Regions from separate parts of the Ovis aries genome. Here region 1 is linked to region 2. The links are chromatin contacts, called in public Hi-C maps. All regions are on one chromosome and are shown on one strand. Each heading gives the region's core, a stretch centred on a gene start, on an enhancer-like site or on the middle of the called end of the contact. The rest is flanking DNA. Distances are from core to core; before and after follow the strand shown.

The links. Hi-C and Micro-C count contacts between places; a contact is called where the count stands out from the background.
Region 1: a contact with region 2 is called in a Hi-C map of skin fibroblasts, with 4 times the contacts expected there. The contact joins the promoter of BCL9 here to the enhancer-like site in region 2. A contact is called at or near these places in 2 of 16 Hi-C or Micro-C datasets (skin fibroblasts and tail adipose tissue).

What each region holds. Positions count from the first base shown.
Region 1 is chr1:98,592,187-98,597,101 of ARS-UI_Ramb_v3.0, forward strand. BCL9 (BCL9 transcription coactivator) reads left to right here and starts at 2,673. Exons shown (of 10, transcript XM_060413646.1): 1 at 2,673-2,862. It overlaps LOC132659521, which reads left to right and starts at 2,673. Exons shown (of 4, transcript XM_060413653.1): 1 at 2,673-2,862.
Region 2 is chr1:98,552,082-98,557,626 of ARS-UI_Ramb_v3.0, forward strand. All of the region lies in intron 3 of LOC121817731 (a long non-coding RNA gene), which reads right to left. Among named protein-coding and RNA genes, the nearest start is that of BCL9, 40 kb to the right of the region's middle. Within about 2 kb of position 3,625, at least 11 of the 54 cell types and tissues checked have an H3K27ac peak or open chromatin away from gene starts, as enhancers often do.

The sequences.
Region 1 (4,915 bases), core at 1,423-3,922, 39 kb after region 2:
TGTTACCAACCGTCACCGTCAATATTACCATCAACAACTTGTGGGTGTTTTTAGTTTGCTTTGTACATTTTTTAAGGAGGGGAAGCCTTTCTGGTCTTAGCTGCCTTTCTCTGTTGCCTGGCAATCAGTAAATCATACAGTCATTAAAGGTCAAGCTGACCCTTTATGCAATTCTTGCCTAGAAGGCCTCATTGAATATAGTGAGTCACCACCACGGAGAAGTGGACGGTGAGTCAGTAGTTTGTTAAGGAGAGGTCAGAAGGTCCCCTGGCTCAAAGTGAGAGGATCCAAACCTAGCTCTGGGGTGCAGAAAGAAACAGGGCACTTCTATGGCTGAGTGGACTTGGGATGCCATGGGGAACATGTGCTACCCAGATCAGAGGATACACAGACCTGAATCTGATTTCAGCTCCATCTCTACCTTGCTGTGTGACCTCCGGCAAGTTATTTAGCCTCCCTGTGCTTCATTTTTTATCATCTGTAAATAGAGATGGTCTTAAAAGAAGTGACTTCATGGTATAAATGCTTGGAAAATGCTGGAAATCAAGTAAATACTTAATCCAAAGGAATTATTTTCATTATCATCATAAATGTGGATCGGAACAGACAGTTAATAGGATCTGCCGTAACGGAGAAAGGGAAAAGGTAGTAGGAACAAGGATGTGTCGGATGTGGTAAGTTTTACGTAGTGACAAGCCATTTAGCTAGTTTTAAGACACGACTGAGCGACTGACCTGAACTGAACTGAACTGAAAAACACATTTATTTATTTATTGGCTGTGCTGGGACTTCTTTTGCTGTGTGGGCTTTTCTCTACTTGTGGTGAGCAAGAGCTCGTCTCTAGATGTGGCGTGCTGGCTTTTCATTGCGGTGGCTTCTCTTGTTGTGGAGCACCGGCTCTAAGGCATGCAGGCTTCAGTAGTTGCTGCATATGGGCTCTGTAGTTGCGGCTCCCCAGCTCTAGCACAGAGCTCAATAGTTGTGGCACACAGGCTTATATGCTCCAAGGATCAGAGGGCGAACCCATGTTTCCTGCATTGGCAGGCGGATTCTTTACCTCTGGGCCATCAGGGAAGGCTTTAGCTAGTCGTAAATGTAAAAAGTCATAATTTAGTTCTTATTGCACCCCAGCAAAGGAATAAGTGATGTGTGTTCACATAATTTGCATGTGGACTCGAGTACAAGCGACCTTCCTGCAAAACCACAATCTGGTAGCTCCAGTTAGGAGCTAAGCTCCCATTCAGGTCCTGCCTGTAGAAGGGTGACCATCCCAGCCCTGGCAAAGGAGACCTTATCAGGTTTATAACTCCACAAGAGGCTAAAAATACGAATGTCACATAATCATCCTGTCCTTCTTCTTGATCTCAATTGGCTCTCCTGATTTCATGCCATCTGCAAATTTGCACATCCTTTGTGCTTCTTTTTGCTCACATTTTATGCCTTCTTTTGCCATCTCATTTACTCGGCATGTTTCAATCTCTGGGCTTCCATTTTTCTTCTTCCTTTCTCATGCAGTGTTTTTTTTCTCCCTCCTCTCTTTCTCTTCCCTCCTTTACACCCCCACCTTCCTCCTCCCTCCACACCAATCAAATTCCTGCTTGCTTCTTGCCATATTCATTATTCTACCTCATTCCCCTTTCATTCCTCGAAAACAGCTCACAGAGACTCACCCTTCCCCCCTCCAACTCGCAATGCCCACCCTCCATAAATTCCAGCAGCCTGGCAATCAGTAACTTTCGCATCACACTTCACAGCTCTCAGAGTTTACACTACTTGTTACTATTCTCCTTGCTACCGCTCTCTAGGGTTTCTGCAAAAAAAAAAAAAAAAATCCACTTAAAAATATCTTAGGTACAAGTTGAACCCACAGTTAAGTTTACTCGCACATTTACACATTTCCTGGTTTTATTTTAACTAGTGGTTCAGGTTTAGGCTCCATTATGCAGTGAAGAAAGACTAGCTCCATAGGGAACACTCTTTTTTTTTTCCTACTATGAAGAAGAAAACCATCTAAACATTTCAACAGAAACCCCAGCCCTGGGTCCACCCACTCTTATCTCCCCACTCCCCCAAGCTGCAGCTGACCGGCCGGGGCTTTTTCCTTTGTGGAGTCATTGATTTCACTGTTTCTGGAGCTCAGACTGCCTCCCAGTGTGTGTCTGTGTGCACACGTGTGTGGCCACTGCTGTTTTTGCAGGGGGCTCACCTCTCTTCTGCCATTTTACCAGGACACAGGAGGCGGCTCTCCGTCTCCCTCTCTTTCTCTCCCTGCCCCCAACTCAGCCTAGGCTTTTTCCTGTCTCTTAACTCCACCAGTGCAGCAGCAACTAGCTGAGCTGCTTGCGTGAGAGAGAGAACGCGCGCGCACGCGTGTGTGTGTGTGTGTGTGTGTGTGTGTGTGTGTGTGTGTTTGCCTGCGCAGCTAGGCCAAGCCTGCGAGCCTGCCTGTCACTGGAGAGTTTTAGTTTGCATTCAGAAGAAAGGAGGAGGGGAGGCAAGGAGGGGGGAGGAAAAGGTGGAGGGGGAAGGAGTGGGGGGGGCACTGAGAAGGGAGGGAGAATGTCTTGTTTGTGGCTTGTCAGCAATTGCTTGAGACAAGCTTCCATGTGTGAAAGCTACTTGGCATGAATGCCTGGGCCGTACCAAGTGTCACCGCAGCAAGAGGGGGAGTCAGAAGAAAAACAGATCAGACCAGAGCAGACAATAGGCCCCTAAAGTGTTCCCCCTAAGTTGCTTTGATGTTGTCCTAGTGTCTTGATACCAGGAGGCCAGGGATTGCAGGAAAAGGGTCTTTTTTGTCTTCATTCACTTTCCCCCCTCAGTTTCTGAAATGATTCTCCAGAATTTCTCCTCATAAAAAAGGTAAGAGCCCTAACAATTCCTTCTTCTGTGGCAGGCTGGTTCGCCCGTGCCTGGAAGTGGGGGTCTCATTCCTGCGCTGCTCAGGAGGAGCGCTGGGAGCCTGCGATTGGAGCTCTAGCCTTGCCCCTGGAAGTCTTTGCAGGCGCTCCGGGCTGGGGATGGCCCCCTCTTTCTAGGGAACCCCAGTAACACGATCTGCGCCTCTGGGTTGTTGGGGGAGAAGGGGTGGATGGAGAGGAATGGGAGGAGGGTGTGAGATTGGAGGGCGTGAAGCGGGGAAAGAGAGAGAGAGCAGCCTGAAAGAGAGGCAGAGAAGGGCAGAGCCCTCGTTCAGAGCAGCCCCAACCAGGAGCCCAAGGAGGGCCTCCTTGCAAGCTTGCGCTGTGCATTCTCAGGCTGAGCAGGGGCCAGCGGGGGCTCCGCCGAGTGCCTGCAGAGATTACACGGAGCTTTGTGTGTGTGCGAGTGTGCCTGTGTGCGTGTGCGTGTGTGTGGACTTCCCACACCCTGCCCTGGCGTGCCTCGTAGTGAAGGGGAGGTACCCCCATCCTTACCACCCGAGCCCATACTCTCCGGGAGGAAGAGAGGCATGGCAGGCAAGGAGGGAGGCTGAGAGAACTCTGTCGCAAGACGATCCAGAAACTTTTCCCGTCTCAGGGATCTCTCTGGTGTAGAGACCGTGAAGGAGTTGTGGGCGGCCCCGTGCCTCAGTTTCCCCAGCTGTAAAATCCAGAGAGCCGCCTGGGGATGCTGCCCGCCTCTCTGGGATCCGGTAAAAACGGAATAGATACCCTTCTGTCTCAAACGCGTTGAGAAATCTTCGAGCTAGCAATGCTGTGGCATCACAAAGTAGAAGTGTTATCATTGTTCTTGATCGTCATCATCATGATAATAAAACCGTCATTAAGACACCCTGAGACAAATAGACCGGGAACACAGATCAAGTGTCTGAGCATTTCTAAGGAAACAAAAAGCCTTTTTCCACCTGTTGGCTTCTGTCCTTTTCTCTTGTGTCTTTTCCTTAGATTTATTGGCCGATTTGTACAGAGAATGGGGTAGGAGGGGTTGGGTTTTCCCCTTTTCTCCTCCCTGGTACATATTTTAAAAAAGAAGAAGAAGAAGGTCAGTGTAAGATGCTCGAGAGAGAAAATGTGTCTCCCTTTATAGGAGTTTTTTCAAAACCTTGTGTTTTCTGGCTCTGGCAGGGCATGCAGACACATCTGTAAACTCTGCCTTGGAGGTTACAGATTTTTATTGTGGCTTCTAGAGATTAAATGAGATTTATTTACAAATGCTGTTTATCAGAAAGTAAATATCTTACTGTGTGTGTGTGAGGGTAAGAATATGAAGGTTGTTTACTCACTGGTGGTTTTGTGGATAAAACCTTTGCTTTTTAAAGTGACATCTTGAGAGATGGGACTAGAGGACTAAAATCAGTGGCTAATATTAATTTTAAAAAATTTTAAGGAAAAAATATGTCTGCTTATTTTCTCAAATTGTGGGTTTCCTTTCTTCTGTTCTTATACAGTGATTGTTTCAAGGCTCTCAGTTGTTTCTCTCTCTCAATTCTCTGGGGGAATTTCTCTTTCTTACCTAATTCTGTGTTTTCTGTGACTCTCCTACTTGTCCATAAAAAAAAAAAAATTCTGTAAAAGTCTGAGAGGCTGTGCTTCCTTCCATTCTAACTGCAAATGTTTATCGGACCGACTCCCTGTGATAGCTAGAGATTGAAGCAAAGCACCAGCTCTGGTTGAGAATATTTATGTTCTTCCCATTGAGGCCTAGAGAGCCTGACTTCTGGGTGTGGAAAAGGATGAAGAGAAGGTATTAACTGGCTTGGATCTGGCAAGAAGTCACCCCCCGCCCCAGAGCATTTCATTGAACTAGAACTGAACTTCATATTTTAGAAATTGTTTTCAACTTTGTAAGCAGAAGGTCTTACCATGGTTTGTCTTTGGCAAGATTTCAGGGTCCAGAAATCTTCCTAAAAGGTTAGAATTTCAGAACTGCAAGGGAAAAGAAAGATTATTCCTGAAGTTTTAAATGAGGACAC
Region 2 (5,545 bases), core at 2,375-4,874:
TGGGGACTGTGGCAGGCCAGCCTCCCTTCTACAGCTAATACTTATCAAGGCCTCTCAATGTGCCAGGCACTGGACAGAAATGATCTGAGACTTTGCAGGAGTCCTAGGAGAAGGCTACCAGTTATCACCTCATTTTTGGCGGTAAAACAGAAGCTTAGAGATCTAGGTCAATGTACTCATCCACACCCAGGTGTGTCCAACTACATAGCTGACTGCTCTCAACCACCTGCTCTGTCCTGTTTCTCTAGGATTAGGGCTACTTAAAAAGCTGACATTATCTGGCCATACTTGGACTACCTTCTTCCCTTGATAGCATTGGAGACTTCTGATTGATTTTTGCTTCCATTTTCCTTTTTGTGGTCTCTATGCAAGCCACCTATCTGCATTTAACAGTTTATATTTTTGTTTTCAACTCTATGGTAAAAAGTCAAGCCAGGAAAATGTATATTATATATTAGAAGTTGGTGAACCATAGTAGAAAGTTGGGGAGGGAAGAATACAAACATATTATGTTCTTTTATTCAACAACAAATCTGTGCTGAATACCTTCTGCATCCCTGTGCATGTGTGTACACGTGCACTGAGTAATGTCCAATTCTTGTGACCCCAGGGACTGTAGCACACCAGGCTCCTCTGTCCATGGGATTTCTCAGGCGATACTGGAGTGCGTTGCCATCTCCTACTCCAGAGAATCTTCCTGATCCAGGACTTGAAAGTGAAAATCACCCAGTCACATCTGACTCTTTGCAACCCCATGGACTATATGGTGCATGGAATTCTCCAGGCCAGAATACTGGAGTGGATAGCTTTTCCCTTCTCCAGGGGATCTTTGCAACCCAGGAAGATCTAGGACTTAGAGCTGGCAATAAAAAGATGAACAGGTCTAGGCTATGCCCTCAAGTTCCAACAGTGTCTTAGGAATGAGAGTGGGAAACAGTAATGATCCGATGTTCAGGGTATCTGGAAGCCAAGGAAAATGTATGACCTGACCTTGCCAAAGTCTCTGGGTAGAGAAGAGGGCTGATAAGCCTTCATAGTGCTTTCTAAAATATACAAATAACTTCTATTAATTCACTGATAGCATCATAAGATCAATTGAAGTTCATTTTTTCAGTTCCTGTTCAAAACCACCTTAATATGACAAATATTTAGAAATACTGACTCATAAAGAAATATGAAGTGGAATTAAAAATAACAATAATAAACCAACATTTATTAATTCAGGTACCAGTCTAAGCTCTTTACATGTAGTAACTCCTTTAGTTCTCACTAGAACTGGAAGAGATGAGTAGTAATACTATTTCCATTTTACAGACTAAAAAATTGAGTCATAGAATGATACAGATGGCCAAGTAACACTTGTCTATGATGTACCTGATACTAAGATTAAAGCAAGGAGTAGAGAGAAATGAAAGTTTTAATTAGAGTAAAACTTGGGTCTTTGTGGGTAAGTGAACGAGTCGGTAGATACTTTCTGAGGGCCTTTCAATGTCACACCCTGAAAATCCTTCTTTACTTTGTTTCATATGTTGTAAAGGAAAAGCAAGAGATGAGAAAAGGAGGAAAGTAGACTAAGGCCACCAGAGCTTTTGGGAGATGCCGCTGGAACTCCAACCGTTAATACCAAAGAACCCGCACTCGGGAGATAAACAAGAAACATTTGTGTACAAAGTATATGAAGGAAATGAGTGGTAGAGGAAAAATAAAAAGCTCATTCAGAGATGGAAAAATATTGACCAGAAAAGAAAGCAAAAGCAAGTTCACAAATGGCCAGTGGGAGTGATGGGGAGGAACTGTGACAACAGACACCCATACACAGACCTCATGGTAGGTTTATCAGGGGTGCCAAATCTAACATTAGACTACTTCAAGTTCAAACAGTGGCAGGCTCTGCCACTCTCAAGTGTGACTGTGGGCAAGTACCCCAACCTCTCTGTGCCTGGTTTTCCTTGGCTATTATTTGTGGATAATATTAGTACCTTCCTTATAGAGCTGCTGAAAGATTAAGTGAGATAATACAAACACATGAACCCTGGCACACATGAACCCAGTGCTGTATGAATTTAGCCATTGTTATTAATCCTAAACTGGTGTGAATAAAACAAGACAAGTAGCATTCCAGCCTTTTCATTATATACAGCCTGATTATTTCTCGACAGAAGTTGTGGAAGGGACAAGAGGATGATGTAAATAGCCAGTTAGTAAGATCCTTGACAAACACCAAAGGAACTGAGACAAGCTATCATGGAGGAAAAAAGGTCACAACATGAGTCATTAGGAGGGTCCTTGAAATGGGCCAGCAAATGTACCTCTCCAGCTCTTCTGAGGATGGATCCGGAGAAAATGAGCTTGCTTCATATAGGAGGGAAGAATTTCCTGATGAGGGATGAGGGATGATGTATTGAGTTCTAAGGGAGAAGGAGTGATTCCTGTTTCCTACTTTTCAGAGCTTTAAATTATAAAAAGATAGCTACTTCTTATCCTGCTGAAGTCGGGGCTCAACCAAGGCCCAGGGGTGACTAGAAGAAAATACATTCCAAGTCTCAGGCCTAAGAACCTAGCATATGACCCATTCTCGTAGAATGTGTGTGTGTTAGTCACTCAGTCATGTCCAACCCTTTGCGATACCATGAACTGGTGTCGAGGCTCCTCTGCCCATGGAATTCTCCAGACAAGAAGAGTGGAGTGGGTTGCCATTCCCTTCTCCAGGGGCTCTTCCTGACTCAGGGATAGAACCCATTGCTCCTGCATTGGAGGCAGATTCTATACCTCTGAGCCACCAGGGAAGCCCATTCTCCTGGTCGTTTGGTTCTATTTTTTCACCTTCAACCACTAAGTAGCTGAGCACCTACTGTTTGCTACACCCCCTTGAAGGTCCCACACTTCATTAATATTCTAGGCCTCTCCTCCCTGCCAGGCCTTTCTGAAGCACCACAATCGTGCACGTGTGCATGCGGTTCCCATTCAACCCCAACACTCTGGCATTCTCCAGGAGCCTCTTTCTGATGCACATGCTCAAGTCAGCCATAACGAGTGTCCCTGGTGCGTGCGCCTGAGGACAGGTTGGAGGAGACAGCTTCACGCTGGTTCAGACACTGAGCGCCCCCTCAAGCTCCAGGTCTTCACACACGCACCTAGCAACCAGGGCCCCAGGAATCATAAGCATGATGCACTGACTTCTCTTGATTTCTAGAGTGCTGAGTAATGGGAATAAACAAAAGAAAAGAACCATATAAATAGACCACTCTAACAAGTGATCACATTCACACATAGAAACCGCAATAGCAAAGCAGAACAACAGGGAAACAGCACGCTAATGAGACCGGAAGGCTGTCTCAGTTTCTGGGCTCTGCTGGCTCGTGTTTTGAAACTCAGTTGCAGGAATGTCCCGAGGGAGAAAATTCCACCAGGGCGGACTATTATCAAGCTGTTGTGAAGGAGGTGGGGAAAGCTTGCCAAAGAGAATCTGATTCGCAAACTGCTCTTAGAAAGAGCCAATGCTGGGTCTGATCAGAGCTTTTTCTCTTAATGCTGCCTGATTTTTTTCAGAAATAAATGCCCAGGGTTACACTGCATCCTTGCAAACTCCCGGTGAAGGCTAGTGGTAGGGCTGGGTTAGAGGAGTGTAACCTGACCCCACCACCTGCTGGCAAGCTGGAAAGCTGGCTGGAAGGTTGGAGGGAAGGAAGGCAGCCTTCAAGAATCTTTGTGGAGGGCTTCGCTTCCTCCTCTTCCCATCCTCCCACTAAATGGCTTATTTCTCTGGTAGAATTCTGATACTCAGAGCCAAGGTTCTCCATGCATAAAGCAGGGATGATAACATTTGTTATCCACTTTTCCAGGGTCTTACAAAGCTTCCTGTTCTAATAGTTATGACACATTTGCACTTTTTCAGCAAAAGGTGACCGTCTGTAATCACCTTGAACTGTTGTTGGCAAATGATATTTATTGAGCATTGACTTTGGATCAGACCATGTGCTGGATATTATGTATGTATTATCTCATTCAGGCCTCACAACAGGCTGTCAAAGAAGGTGTTGCTAACCCTGGCTTTCTGGCACAGAAAAGGAAGCCCTGAAAAGTTAAATAACCTTGTCTAAATGTATACAGATAAAAAGAGGTAAGTTCGAGTCTGAAGTTTTCCCAATATGTGGCTCAGCCTTTCCTGTATGCTGTGGACTGTGTCTCCCTGGATTTTCTGTTCATTTACCCAGTGACTCCCCACTATGTGCTAGGTGTTCTTCATTCCTTTTTTCCAGATATAATATCTCTGTGTCTGTTTTTGTGTCTTTTTGTCTCTTAGTTTCCCTCTGCTATTCCTCTGCCATACTCCCCTCAGCCAGGTGGAGAACAGCACTCTCAGCCTACAGCCTAATCATGGACCAGCAGTTCTGAACCCTGCCATTCTGCAGCCCCATTCTTATCACACAATTTCAGGAAACCTCAGTACGTGTCCCCTGATGATGGACAGGGGGCCAGTTCAACTACGTGAAACTGGCAGTTTGGACCTCTACCTCTGCTGGGTGACCCTTCCTTGGAAAGGTCTGAAGAAGTCCATCCATTCATGAAATACCATAGTACACTAGACAGTAAATCACATATTGCTTTGTGACGGCTCTTCTACCATTGCCTTTAACAACTGGTTTAGCCCTTACATCTTTTACGTATTTTTATCTTGTTCCTGGAAGGAGGAACCATGTCTTATGTCTGTTTCATCAACAGTTCCCACCTGCTTAACACATGATGTGGTGTTGTTCAGTCACTAAGTCGTGTCCGACTCTTCGTGATCCCATGGGCTATAGCCCGCCAGGCTTCTCTGTCCACGGGATTTCCCAGGCAACCCACTAAAGTGGGTTGTCATTTCCCTTTCCAGAGGATTTTCCCCACCCAGGGACTGAATCCATGTCTCCTGCATTGGCAGATTCTTTACCACTGAGCCACCAGGGAAGCCCATCCAACTCTTAGGCATCCAATAGGTATTTGTTGATTTTATATCCCCTTCTTGACTCATTCTGTCCCTTGCTGGATAGTTCCCATCACTCTCTCTCCCATCCTTTCTTGTTTTTTCATTCCTTCCCTTCCTCAGTTAACTCAGCATAAGCCACGGAGTCATGTTTACCTACTAAACCACCTTCTTTGAGTAATACAAGTGGAAAGAAAGCCAAATTTGGAGTCTTATGATATAAGCTTTGATCACTACATGATGACAGAGATTGCTGGCTGCATCACCTTGGTTAAGCCACCAGACCCTTCTGAGCATCATTTTCCACCCAATCGTTGTTCTCAAGGACTTTCCCCTCCCATACCATGCCACGGAAACATATTGCAAAGGTCATCAATGTCTTCAGTTCAGTTCAGTCACTCAGTCGTGTCCGACTCTTTGCAACCCCATGAATCGCAGCACGCCAGGCCTCTCTGTCCATCACCAATTCCTGGAGTCCACCCAAACCCATGTCCATTGAGTCAGTGATGCCATCCAACCATCTCATCCTCTGTTGTCCCCTTCTCCTCCTGCCCTCAATCTTTCCCATCATCAGGGTCTTTT